Linked DNA regions of Mus musculus: all the other regions are linked to region 1. Evidence: chromatin contacts called from public HiCAR-type, HiChIP or PLAC-seq and promoter capture Hi-C data. All regions are on one chromosome and are shown on one strand. The core of a region is the stretch at or near the end of the contact, and the rest is flanking DNA. Distances in the headings are between cores, read along the strand shown.

Region 1 (2,874 bases), core at 96-2,595:
AACCCGATGCAGGAAACACCTTGCTCAACTGACACACCCGCACACCATTTTCACAGATAAATAGAATCAAAAAGCCTTTTTAATGGGTGAGAACTTGGCTCCACACTGCTCCCGCGGCTGTTCGCACGGCCACACTAATGGGCTCATTTAAAATAAGTAATAATGGCTATGGCAAAGGAGCACACATTATTTACTAGACACGATGTGCCTTTTTCTAATTCTCTTCAAATATTTGCTGTGTGCTCCAGTCTTTCAGGCACCATTAGGTATTAGGTATTTAGAGGAGTACTATCTTTAATAATAATAATAATAATAATAATAATAATAATAATAATAAAAGATCCTTCCCTGAATTGTCATTAGGGAGGAAGAAAAAGCATACACAGACACGAAAGTAAGGCGTTGTAACTAATATTTCTGACATTGTTTTGAGGTGTCCCAATACCCCAGTTACTTATTCTAAGACTGATTTGTGGATCCGCAAGTTCTGATCTATAGCCATTTCCCTCAGTCTCCTTCCATTTGTGACTTGTAGGTAGTTTCCAAATGTGAACTGAACTATAGCTTGGAGCAAGGTATAGTGTGCAAGTGGGCGGTTCTCCAGGCTTCTTGGCCTGGCGACTGGTGGGAACTTGTTGCCACACCTCCTGTGGCGATAGTTTTGTGCCAGTTCCCAAAGACGACGTGGCTGTGGACATTTTACCATGCAGCCATAAAGAGAGGTCAAAAATGTCTTTCAAGTGCCCGGTTAGTAAAGATCTGATGGCGTTCTAAGGAGAGAAAGGAACTTGGATCTTCGTGGACAAAGAATTCAGGTCTGTAGCTGAAGGAGGCGTGGCCACACAGGGCGTTTCCAGGTCCTGTAGAGGAAGCACAGTTCATAGATCTCTGTTCTAACACGTCTGTCTTGCTCTGAACGCCGAAAGTCAACTCGATCACAAGTTTGATCCAACAGTTTGACATTTCAGGTAATTTTCAGACGGAGCGCTGGGGTTGGATCTCCCAAGCAACACAATTGGCTCTGTGCAGGACACCTGGCACGGGGCACTGGGTCGCAGCTCGTCCCCTCTCCCTCCAGGAACAACGATGCTCAAGGACCAGCTTTTCCTCCCAGGCCTCTCCCACTTCCCTTCTCACCGGTGCTGCCCGCCCGGTCCCGGGAACCGCGCCCGTCGCAGGGTCCCGATCGTTCCCCCCTACATCCCCTTGGGACCAGGAGCAAATTCCTGTGGGTCCCAGGAGTGCCAAAAGTGCTCAGCGAGACGGGAAATTGCAACAGTACTTGGCCCCTCGGCCCTCCCCCGGCGCTTTCCCGTAACTCCCGCCCCTGGACACTTGCCCCGTAGTTGATTCATAGCTGGGGCGCGGGGCCGCCTCCACACGCCTGGACAGACGTCCGCGCCCGTTCCCCTGTGAGGCCGAGGACCGGCAAGGCTCCGGAGCAGGTCGCCAGGCGGGTGAGTACGGGACCCGTGTGCCCGCGCTGCCGCCTCCATCCACTTTCCGACGGGCGAGCCGAGAGCTTTGCTGCCCCGCGCCTCTGCCCTGTCCTGCGTTAGTTTTTGCCTCCCGAGACTGCACTCTCAGGAGCCGCAAGAGGTTGTGCCAGAAAAGTGCCACCTAATTGGTGGGCAACTCTAAAAGACTAGATACTCTCAGCGTGCACGTCGCTGGGACACCAGTCCAGGCCTGCTTTGAGGTTCACCGTCCCCTGGCCTCTCACTCAAGCAGCTGGGGAAACACTTGCTGAGTTAGAACTCCCATTTGGGCCAATTTGGTTTCTCTCACAATACCCCGTGGGAGTGGGAGTTGATGGTTTCCCCCAGCCTCTTGCTTTCCAGTCCTTAACTCCCACCCGTCCCTGTCATTTCTCCGGGACTAGGTGCTTCCCTCTCCACTCAGAGAAGAGCACCCCACAGCCTTGGGGGCAGAGCTTCTATGCGGGTGGGGAGAGCAGGTACCACCTCTCGAGCTGCTTGAACGGAAGTGTCACCACTAACAGGCAAGGATGCGCATAGGGGTCAGTGTCTCTGAGAGTAGGCACCAGTGAGATGCTGAAACGGGAGCGTGAATACAGGTTCCCTGTAACAGTTCTTGACGGGCCGCTTGTTCACACACTCTTCATCTTCCCTGCCTGCCTTGTGAGTGACCAAGGGCACAGATATAGGGATTACTTTCAGACGGACAGATGCTACCTGCCTGCAGGACATGGTGAAAGCGCTTTGCGATCAAGCTGTTTTTCAGCTCAGGACTCGTGGACGTGAGGATGGATGTAAGCAAAGCAGACAGAATTGAAAGTGGAAGCTAGGTGCAGACCAAAGGCATTCTGCTTTTGAGAGGTGGTGGTGGTGGTGGATGTCGGGGGAGACCGTGTGTGTGTGTGTGTGTGTGTGTGTGTGTGTCTGTGTGTCTGTGTGTCTGTGTGTCTGTGTGTCTGTGTGTCTGTGTGTCTGTGTGTGTGTGTCTGTGTCTCTCTGTGTGTGTGTCTCTGTGTGTGTGTCTCTGTGTGTGTGTCTCTGTGTGTGTGTGTGTGTGTGTGTCTGTGTCTCTCTGTGTGTGTGTGTGTGTGTCTGTGTGTGTGTGTCTCTGTGTGTGTGTGTGTGTGTGTCTGTGTCTCTCTGTGTGTGTGTGTGTGTGTCTGTGTGTGTGTGTCTCTGTGTGTGTGTGTGTGTGTGTGTCTGTCTGTGTGTGTGTGTCTGTGTGTCTGTCTGTGTTTGTGTGTGTGTGTCTGTCTGTGTGTGTGTGTGTCTGTCTGTCTGTGTGTGTGTCTCTGTGTGTGTGTGTGTGTGTCTGTGTCTGTGTCTCTCTCTGTGTGTCTGTGTGTGTGTGTGTCTGTGTGTGTGTGTCTGTGTGTGTGTCTGTGTCTGTGTGTGT
Region 2 (2,874 bases), core at 278-2,777, 1.6 Mb after region 1:
TATGAGCTCTCATTTACTGAAAGACATTACAACATATATATACATATACATATATGTGTATATATATACATACATATATACACATATGTGTGTGTGTGTGTGTATGCCTTGTTTTCATTCCCTTTTATAGCTGTCAAATTTAATTATGGCTGAAGATAAAATGAAACAATACATCATTCATTTTTTTTACAACATTGACTTAATTTAAAAACAAAATGTGAATTCTTCATGCGTTCCTTTAAGTAACTACAGCTTTTTGTTTTAACCGTTCAGAAATTTCCTCTTTTCAGAGGTAAACCGTGTTTCCTTTGAGGTTTTGGTGGAGAAGCAACCAGTATAAAAACATGTTAAGATATATCATTCAAAGTCCAAACTTAACCAAGATTCTGTTTTAAAAGCTTCTTTCACAAAACAAAGCAAAACAAAACAAAACAAAACAAAACCTGTCCCAGGAGAGACAGCACTAGCCGCTCCAGAGTGAGGCAACACTGCCCTCTGGAGGCTGATTAGCGTGTCCGTTTCACACAAACCCTGCCACCGACAGGGCTACCAGCCCGTTCCTACCCAACACTTCTTTCATCTTTAGAAACATCCCCTGCTGTTTAATTTCCATCATTTTTACTGATCTGCCCTCAAGAGAACAAGATGAATTTCATCTGAAGTCCATTTGACTCTTTTATTCTACAAGACTTGCGGTTGATAATCCTTTCTCCAAAATCTTTAGAGTTCACAATTCCGTGGCTCCTAGAAGAGTAGCTGCTAACAACATATCGGAACCGATAGAAATTTAGGTTAGGTTTTTACAAGTTTTACAACCAATATATTTCCAAAACCAGTGGGGAAAAACAATGACTACTAAGAACACTGGGGACGTGCAAGGACTCTTGGGCATTTGCCTAAATGGGATCAATGAAGAAACAGACATAGAGTTGTATCATTGGCTCAGATCATCAAGAAATAAGTTGCATATAAATTGAATTTTACAAATTAATTTAAAAATATATCTTTAATTTTTTAAAGCTTTTACCCAAATTGCTATTTTTCTTAACATATCCATGCCCTTTTCTGGTAAGCAATATAGCATGAATCATTAGTTATTACACCAAACACCATGACAGTGAAAACATCAAGTCTTGTTACAAACGTTTGTTTCTAATTGCTACAGGCTCTTTGTGGGTGCTCATTCGCCCTTTAAAACTGGTATTCCTCTTTCCTGACTACGAGAATAACTTTTTATTTCTTCCTCACCTAAAATAATTCCCACGAGCAGGGCAGTGATTATGATCTCAGAGCTTCACTTTACCTGGGTTACAAGCAAGTTTTACAACACATTGGGAATACACTTGAGAGTACTAACAAGTGCTTTCTCCGCTAAGGAATGCTAACATTGCCTAGGCTTATGGTGACCTGGCTCATTCCAGTGAATCATCCGGCTTTCCTGGAGGATGACATAGCATTTCACTCTTCCATGACTCTGCACTTTCTCTCTGCCTGCCGAATCTTATTTCCTTCCGTGGGAAGCTGGCAGACTGCCCCTCCTCCATCAAAGCCCAATGCTATTGCTTCTCAGGAAGGGCTCTTCCCGAGCCTGCCCACGTGCAGTAGCTGAGAGACAGTAACACTATGTAACTACTAGGGAGAGCAGGGAGAGCTAGGACTGACCCAAGCGGACACCATCTCGCTGAAAACATAGTTCTCCAGTGATTCTGGGTGACAGGAGAGATCGTCGGTGGGTCAAAACAACAAAGCATTTTCTCTGGGGGTAAAGCATAGACAACTCAGCTTTTTGTAATGATTTCACCGTTAATTGGCTTACAAAATGAGTCTCCTTTAAAATACAGTAACTAGCTTGTTGTGTCAACTGCTGTAGCAGAGCAGGCATTCCCACATGAGAGCAGCTACATCACGTCACGTGGCAAAGATAAATGGAGCACTTAAGTATTTTGCCAAATTGCATAATTATAAAAATTTCAACGTGGGCCTGCCTCTCGTTTACACAGGTGCGAGTGTTCATTAACCAGTTATATCAGCCAAACGTGGTGAAAGACATCAGCAGAAACCCAGATTTGCAGGCCATCAGGATTGCTTCTGTGAACCCCATCCTGGACCCCTGGATTTACATCCTTCTTCGGAAGACTGTGCTCAGTAAAGCCATAGAGAAGATCAAGTGCCTCTTCTGCCGCATTGGCGGTTCCGGCAGAGACAGCTCGGCCCAGCACTGCTCAGAGAGTCGGAGGACATCTTCCGCCATGTCCGGCCACTCTCGCTCCTTCCTCGCCCGGGAGTTAAAGGAGATCAGCAGCACGTCCCAGACCCTCCTGTACCTGCCAGACCTGACTGAAAGCAGCCTCGGAGGCAGGAATTTGCTTCCAGGTTCGCATGGCATGGGCCTGACCCAAGCAGACACCACCTCGCTGAGAACTTTGCGAATTTCCGAGACCTCAGACTCCTCCCAGGGCCAGGACTCTGAGAGTGTCCTGTTGGTGGATGAGGTTAGTGGGAGCCACAGAGAGGAGCCTGCCTCTAAAGGAAACTCTCTGCAAGTCACATTCCCCAGTGAAACTCTGAAATTATCTGAAAAATGTATATAGTAGCTAAAGGGGGAATCTTATAAAATCCTGTGCAATAGACATACATAGCTGTACTCAGAAGGGCTGTCTTCATCTGGACTCCCACTAGAGAACAGGCGAGCTCCTGAGGGCTCTCCAAGGCTGCAGACTGAGGTCCTTGAGTGCCCAGGCTTGAAGCACATTGGCTGTCATTCTGATGTGACTCGAGATTGCAGTTGCAACTTGGCAGCTTTTTTCTACTGGACAGGAAGATGGCAGAAGCTACGCTATTGTCATAGCAAAAGAGCTTTCTATTTGGCACATA
Region 3 (2,874 bases), core at 121-2,620, 1.3 Mb before region 1:
TGAGGTGGGGGGGGGACATTTTTTTCAACTCAGGTTCTTCCCAAATGATTCTGGTTTGTGATAAATGGACATGAAACTAACCAACCAGTGTCAGCGAAGAATCAGAAGCTCAGGTGTTCCAAATGAAGGATGATTTAACCACACAAGGCGGCCAAATGAAGCATTTTATTCTGCATCAAAAAACAAAACAAAAATGCTATATTATTCAATGCCAAGTTTCCTAAATTTGATGACTACTCATGTAAAATAGCATTACCAGAAATATGCATTATTCTGAGTATGACAAGTGAATATAAGACTATTTAATATACGCAATCATCTTCAAATCAAAAGCTATTTCTAGGTAGTTTAATAATTCCTAAATACTATACATATGCACATGTAAAGAGAAAAATAAGGTACAGCAAAACATAAGGAACTGGTTAATCTAAAATACATATTTAATTACATTATGCAACTTTAAATGCAAAATTGATAAAAGGCAACAGGAGAAAACCCAGCACGACTGAGTTAATCATCGTTAGATTCTACTGGTGACAGCAACTTGTTAGTTTTGGTTTTGAGGGATTAATTGTATTATGTTTTTTGTCTAATGAGTCCTTCTAGATGTGAAAGACACTTAAAGATTTATGCAAAGGATTTGTTTGGGAAAAGATAGACATATTTTTTTTTTCAAGTAAAGCATAAAAGATAGAAAGACAGCAAACCCACTTCAAGATTTCAGTACGGTGCGCTACAGAATCACGTACAACCTCCCGTCACTTAGAATTCTAACAATCACCTCTCTCCTGGGATGCAGCAAACACCATTTTCTGACGCATACTGCAAAGCCTCTCAAAACACTGATGCTACTGGATAGACCAAGCACTACACAACAGACACTGCAGATGGAAGAACTGATTTTTAAAAAAAATCCGCTCCATGGCGCAAAAATATATGTATGACAGGAGTAATCTGCCCAGTCTACGGGAACCGGGGAAAGGTACCTTTATTTCAAACAAATCGGAGCATACAATTTCAAGAAAATCGCTGACGTCCCGGGCGGGGTTTGTGCTACGGAGGATGCTAGGAACCCGCGTCCATCCCTCACTGCTCTGCCGTCCGCTGGGGTCTCCTCAGAGGTTTCCTCGTGGCTGTGGCCGCAGAGTCCTGCCCGGAGGTCCCCTGTGGAGGTGTGAGGGGCCACGGCGGGGAGGGGACGCCTGCGACCCAAAGAAGGACCTGGGCGGGACGGCGGGCGGCCGCGAGGAAAACGGAAGTCCCCACAGCTAGCCCGGAGACCCTGGGAGGCGGGGGGCACGGGGACCGAGCCCCTGGGGAAGGTCCCAAGGCCGCCACCTCCCACCGAGGACCGCAGAGGCTGCGAAGCCGCTGAGCCCTGGAGGAGGCCGCGCCCGCCACCCCAGAGCCGTGTCCAGGCGACGCGTGGGCGGGGCCGCCCCACTGCGCATGCTCCATGCCGCTCCGTGGGCGGGCACCTGACGGATCCCCGCCCGCCCCGCCTCCTCGGCGTAGCCAGCTTTGCGCCGGGGTTCTGGGAGAGCGCTGCAAGCCTGCCAGAGTGGGTTACCTCCACCGAGTCTGTCCTGCCCTCCTGCTCTCTCCTCAGCTCGGTAGTCCTTTCTCTCTCCATCCATCCCTGGCTTCCCCTCGTGCAAGACTTTTGAGTTTCCGAGCTCTCCGTGGAGCTTGGCATGAGAATGCCTTAAGAACCAACATTTAGATCTGCGCTGTTAAGAGCAGTTGTTGCCTTTGTGGAGGACCCGATTTCAGAGTCCCAGCACCTACGACATAACCCTGAGTAACTCCAGTTCCAGGGCATCTGACACTCTTTTGTGGCTTCTGTGGGCACCAGCTACAAAGGTGGTGCACATACATACACGTAGGCAAAACACTCATAAAATAACAAGTTAAAAAACAACAACAACGGGCTGGTGAGATGGCTCAGCGGTTAAGAGCACCGACTGCTCTTCCAAAGGTCCTGAGTTCAAATCCCTGCAACCACATGGTAGCTCACAACCATCCATAACAAAAATCTGATGCTCTCTTCTGGAGTGTCTGAAGACAACAGTGCACACACATATAATAGATAAATAAACAAACAAACAAACAAAAACCAACAACAACAACAACAAAAACTTGCCGGGCAGTGGTGGCACGCCTTTAATCCCAGCACTTGGGAGGCAGAGGCAGGCGGATTTCTGAGTTCGAGGCCAGCCTGGTCTACAGAGTGAGTTCCAGGACAGCCAGGGCTACACAGAGAAACCCTGTCTCAAAAAACCAAAAAAAAAAAAAAAAAGTCTCTAGCCAAAACTTCAGCTAAAATTAGACAATAAATCGTGTTGGTCATGGAATTCTTCACATGTCATGAAGGATTTATCACAATTGGTTATCGATCAAATTAACTCATAAAAAGAATACTCGTCTTTTACCTGCTCAAACAAGGAGCAAAAGTTCAACCTTAACTCATCTGTGCACTTTGCACAATCCACACAGGTATCTTACAGTACTAAACTGTTGGTTGTAAGATTCACGTATTGCTGAATGTGCAGCTCTGACAAGGTTCATCCGCATGGACGCTGAAATGAGCTGCTGCTCCAGCCCCCTCCCTTCTGATGCTGTCTCCAGAGACTTGCTTCTAGAGCAGCTTCAGGAATAGCCCCAGGTTCCAGACGGATTAGGTTCATCCAGCCTTTCAGACAGCTCCAGTCAGAACCTGTCAAGCCCTGAGCCTTCTACGTATACAACGACTGGGTAACAGATGCTAGTGCTAGCTTTCTTAAGCCTAACCACTTCTTCCACTTTCCCTCCTCCTCCCACCCCTTAAAAATATTTGTCAACCCAATTCAGCAGGAGGAAGTTGTGGACAGTTGC
Region 4 (2,874 bases), core at 245-2,744, 1.2 Mb before region 1:
ACATATTTGAGAGTAGGCAAAATAAATTAGCCTTACTGGTTGAAGTTCAGGGTAATTTGTCACTAGTAATCTCTTGAGGCAAACCCAAACTTCCTTGCTACAAATTATATACATCTTGTGCATAGGAAAAGTAACTTGCCTTCACAACCATTTCTTCTTATTAATTCATTTAATAACCACTCAAGAGTGCCTGCCCAGCCATTATATTATGAAGACAGACTAGGGTATCACATGGTAGGTGGGCCTTATTTAGTTGGAGGCCTACAAAGTTCTACAGATGCTTTCAAAAGCAGGAGAGATTTAATTTGATAGTTGGAGATGAGCTGGTTGGATCAATGACTTGGTGAAGAGTTAAAGCATTCAGGACTATGTGTTCTGAGGCCGCTCCCTGCACTAAATGGGAATGTTGAAAATGACAAGATTGGAATAGAAAGGTTTTGGAAGTCAGGCTAACCTTTTATTAAATTTGTATTTTTTTGTGGTGGAGATCCAATACAGACCCTTAGCCTTGTCTATGCTAAGCAACCACAGATCTACAGCTTCTTTGTACTAATAAATTTTTCTTTTACTCTAAGGACAATGGAAGCATTAGATAATCATTATCAATGAACCATAGACAGAGACAGGAGTCTAATATTGGGGCTCAGGAGTAATTTTATCAAAGAATTTTCATTCTTGAGTGGACTACAAGGCTCAGTAGGAAATTGTCTTTTCTGCTAAGCTTGTGACTTGAGGTCCACCCCCAGAACCACATAGTAGAAGAATAGGTCTGCAGGTTGCACAGTAAGGCATGTTTATACCACGTCCACAATCATTGAGTGCATGTGAAAATGAAGTATTTTCACTTGGCTTGGTAGCACACATCTTTAAAAGCTTGGGAGGCAGAGGAATCTAGATGGGTCTCTGAGTTCTGGGCCAGGCATGGATTACAAAATGAGAGACTCTGACAAAAGAAAAATTCAACCAAGTATTTGTTTTAGACTTTAAAAGTATATTAAATGATGTGTCATTAAGAATAGGAACAGAGTTGTAAAGAAACTAAAATAAATTGGAAACACAGTAGTTATGTAACATGTAACATTTGGAACCCTTAGTAAACAAGGCTAGCCTAGAGAGTGGAGACTGAGGGCAAGCGCTTTAAACATTCCTAACAACTCTTCAGTTTTCTGGCATCTTTATAACTAGATAGTGGTTTCTTCAAGCATACTGAGAAGATGGGCAGCAGTGGAAGTTTCATCATGTACGTCAAGTACATTACGAATATAGATAAAAGTAGCATGCAAATAACAAGATTCTGTTGATTTCCTTAGAAACGTGCCAGGACTTTGCTTGAGAACGCATCTGAAACCACCGAAAGGTTTTAGGGAACTCCCAAACTAGACCTCCTCGTGGCTTGTCAGCGCATTCCCTCCGCACCGCTAGGGGGCGAGAGTCCGAAAGCCTGCCTACCCACGCAGCCGGGCCGCTCTTGGCGACGCGGTCTCGGTGACGACACTTCCGTCGGGCTTGCCGGGAGTCGCGCGCTGCTGCATCCACGGAGGCGGTGGGCTCGGGCAGTCATGGAGCACTCGGGAACCAGCGAAGGTGGGTGTGGGTTAGGCGGGCCAGCCGGGGTGGAGGGCCGTGCTGGGCACTGGAGCGCCGGGCTGACGGCCGGTCTGTCCTTTGTTTCTTGCTCCAGTGACAGGCGCAGACACGGCGGGACCCGACCCTCAGCTGGCGGTCACCATGGGCTTCACAGGATTCGGTGAGTGACTGCCCGGGGCAGAGCCCAGCCCGACTTCGCCCGGGGCTTGCGAGTAAAGGGTAGGAGAGCTGCCACTTTTGACCGGCGCCTTCCGCCGTGCCAAATCCGAATCGGTCCCATTTAAACTGTTGAGACCAGTTCAGGTGACAGTTGGAAACCTTGACGGAAAGGGATTACTATGGTGACCCAGTCTGAGAAAGACATTTAGTGGCGACCATTAAATAACATTTTGGTGGATATAGCGTTTCTTCCTCTTCAGTCTTAATGTATACCCTGGTCTTGTCACATTATTAGGTGATTTAAAAGAAAAAACAGTCTCAAAAGACATAATCATCTGTTAATAGTATCAGTGCTAGAAAAATCAAATGGAAATTGACCTGTAATTTGTTTTGGGAACAAATGTCTCTCTGATGTACCTAGTTCTCATTCATTCATTGTTTCATTTATTCATCTACTTAGCTTCTTCTAGGTAATTAGTCGATAAAAGGGTAGTTACAGTATTTACTTTTTTTCTTTCTTTTCTCCCTTCTTTTCTTCTTTTTCCTTCCCTCTTCCACCTCCTCTTTTCCTCTTCTTCCTATTCATTCTCCTCTTTTGTTTGTTTGTTTGTTTTTTGTTTTTTTCTAGACAGGTTTTGTGTGTGTGTGTGTGTGTGTGTGTGTGTTTGTGTAACAGTCCTGGCTGTCCTGGATATCACCCTGTAGACCAGGCTGGCATCGAACCCGTAAAGATCTGCTTGCTTCGGTCTCCCGGTTGCCTGGATTAAAGGCTTGAGCTACCACCACCCGGTGGATTTATTTTTTTAAAAGATAAATGTATATATAGTTATATTTCTGAGCGGTTGTTTTGCCTCTATGTCTGTGCACCATTTGCCTGCAGTACCTATGGGGGCCAGAAGAGGTCACTGGGTCCCATGGAACTAGAGTTACAGATGGTTGTGAGCCACCTTGTGGGCCCTGGGAACTAAACATGTCCTTTGCAAGAGCAACAAGTGTTCTTAACTTGTGAATCATCTCTCCAACTCCTGTTTTTGACTTCAGAAAATTAGGAGAATCACGAAGAAAAGGAAGTCAAATCTGTTTTTTTTTTTTTTTAGATCTCCTGGTGCATATTAAAATTTAATATCA

What was found. Promoter capture Hi-C pulls out the DNA fragments that hold promoters and counts their contacts. HiCAR-type assays count read pairs that join an accessible place to other places. HiChIP or PLAC-seq counts read pairs in DNA pulled down with a chosen protein or histone mark.
Region 2: a contact with region 1 is called in a promoter capture Hi-C map of hippocampal neurons, with 10 times the contacts expected there. The contact joins the enhancer-like site here to the promoter of Osmr in region 1. A contact is called at or near these places in 3 of 39 promoter capture datasets (embryonic stem cells, hippocampal neurons and liver).
Region 3: a contact with region 1 is called in an H3K27ac HiChIP or PLAC-seq map of the NIH/3T3 cell line, with 6 times the contacts expected there. The contact joins the promoter of Cplane1 here to the promoter of Osmr in region 1. A contact is called at or near these places in 3 of 39 promoter capture datasets (3T3-L1-derived adipocytes, hippocampal neurons and liver) and 1 of 115 datasets of contacts at active chromatin or transcription factors (the NIH/3T3 cell line).
Region 4: a contact with region 1 is called in a HiCAR-type map of astrocytes, with 4 times the contacts expected there. The contact joins the promoter of Wdr70 here to the promoter of Osmr in region 1. A contact is called at or near these places in 4 of 39 promoter capture datasets (the 3T3-L1 cell line, 3T3-L1-derived adipocytes and hippocampal neurons), 1 of 115 datasets of contacts at active chromatin or transcription factors (astrocytes) and 1 of 9 other capture datasets (embryonic stem cells).

The regions. Positions count from the first base shown.
Region 1 is chr15:6,872,784-6,875,657 of GRCm38.p6, reverse strand. It overlaps Osmr (oncostatin M receptor), which reads left to right and starts at 1,345. Exons shown (of 18, transcript NM_011019.3): 1 at 1,345-1,457.
Region 2 is chr15:5,234,349-5,237,222 of GRCm38.p6, reverse strand. It overlaps Ptger4 (prostaglandin E receptor 4 (subtype EP4)), which reads left to right. Exons shown (of 3, transcript NM_008965.2): 3 at 2,001-2,874. The coding sequence ends at 2,591. Among named protein-coding and RNA genes, the nearest start is that of Ptger4, 8.4 kb to the left of the region's middle. Within about 2 kb of position 1,527, at least 92 of the 459 cell types and tissues checked have an H3K27ac peak or open chromatin away from gene starts, as enhancers often do. A contact at or near this core is called in hippocampal neurons, where this site is marked.
Region 3 is chr15:8,167,602-8,170,475 of GRCm38.p6, reverse strand. Cplane1 (ciliogenesis and planar polarity effector 1) reads right to left here and starts at 1,370. Exons shown (of 53, transcript NM_001162906.1): 1 at 987-1,370; 2 at 82-170.
Region 4 is chr15:8,097,829-8,100,702 of GRCm38.p6, reverse strand. It overlaps Wdr70 (WD repeat domain 70), which reads left to right and starts at 1,494. Exons shown (of 18, transcript NM_001081402.1): 1 at 1,494-1,584; 2 at 1,682-1,747. The coding sequence starts at 1,560.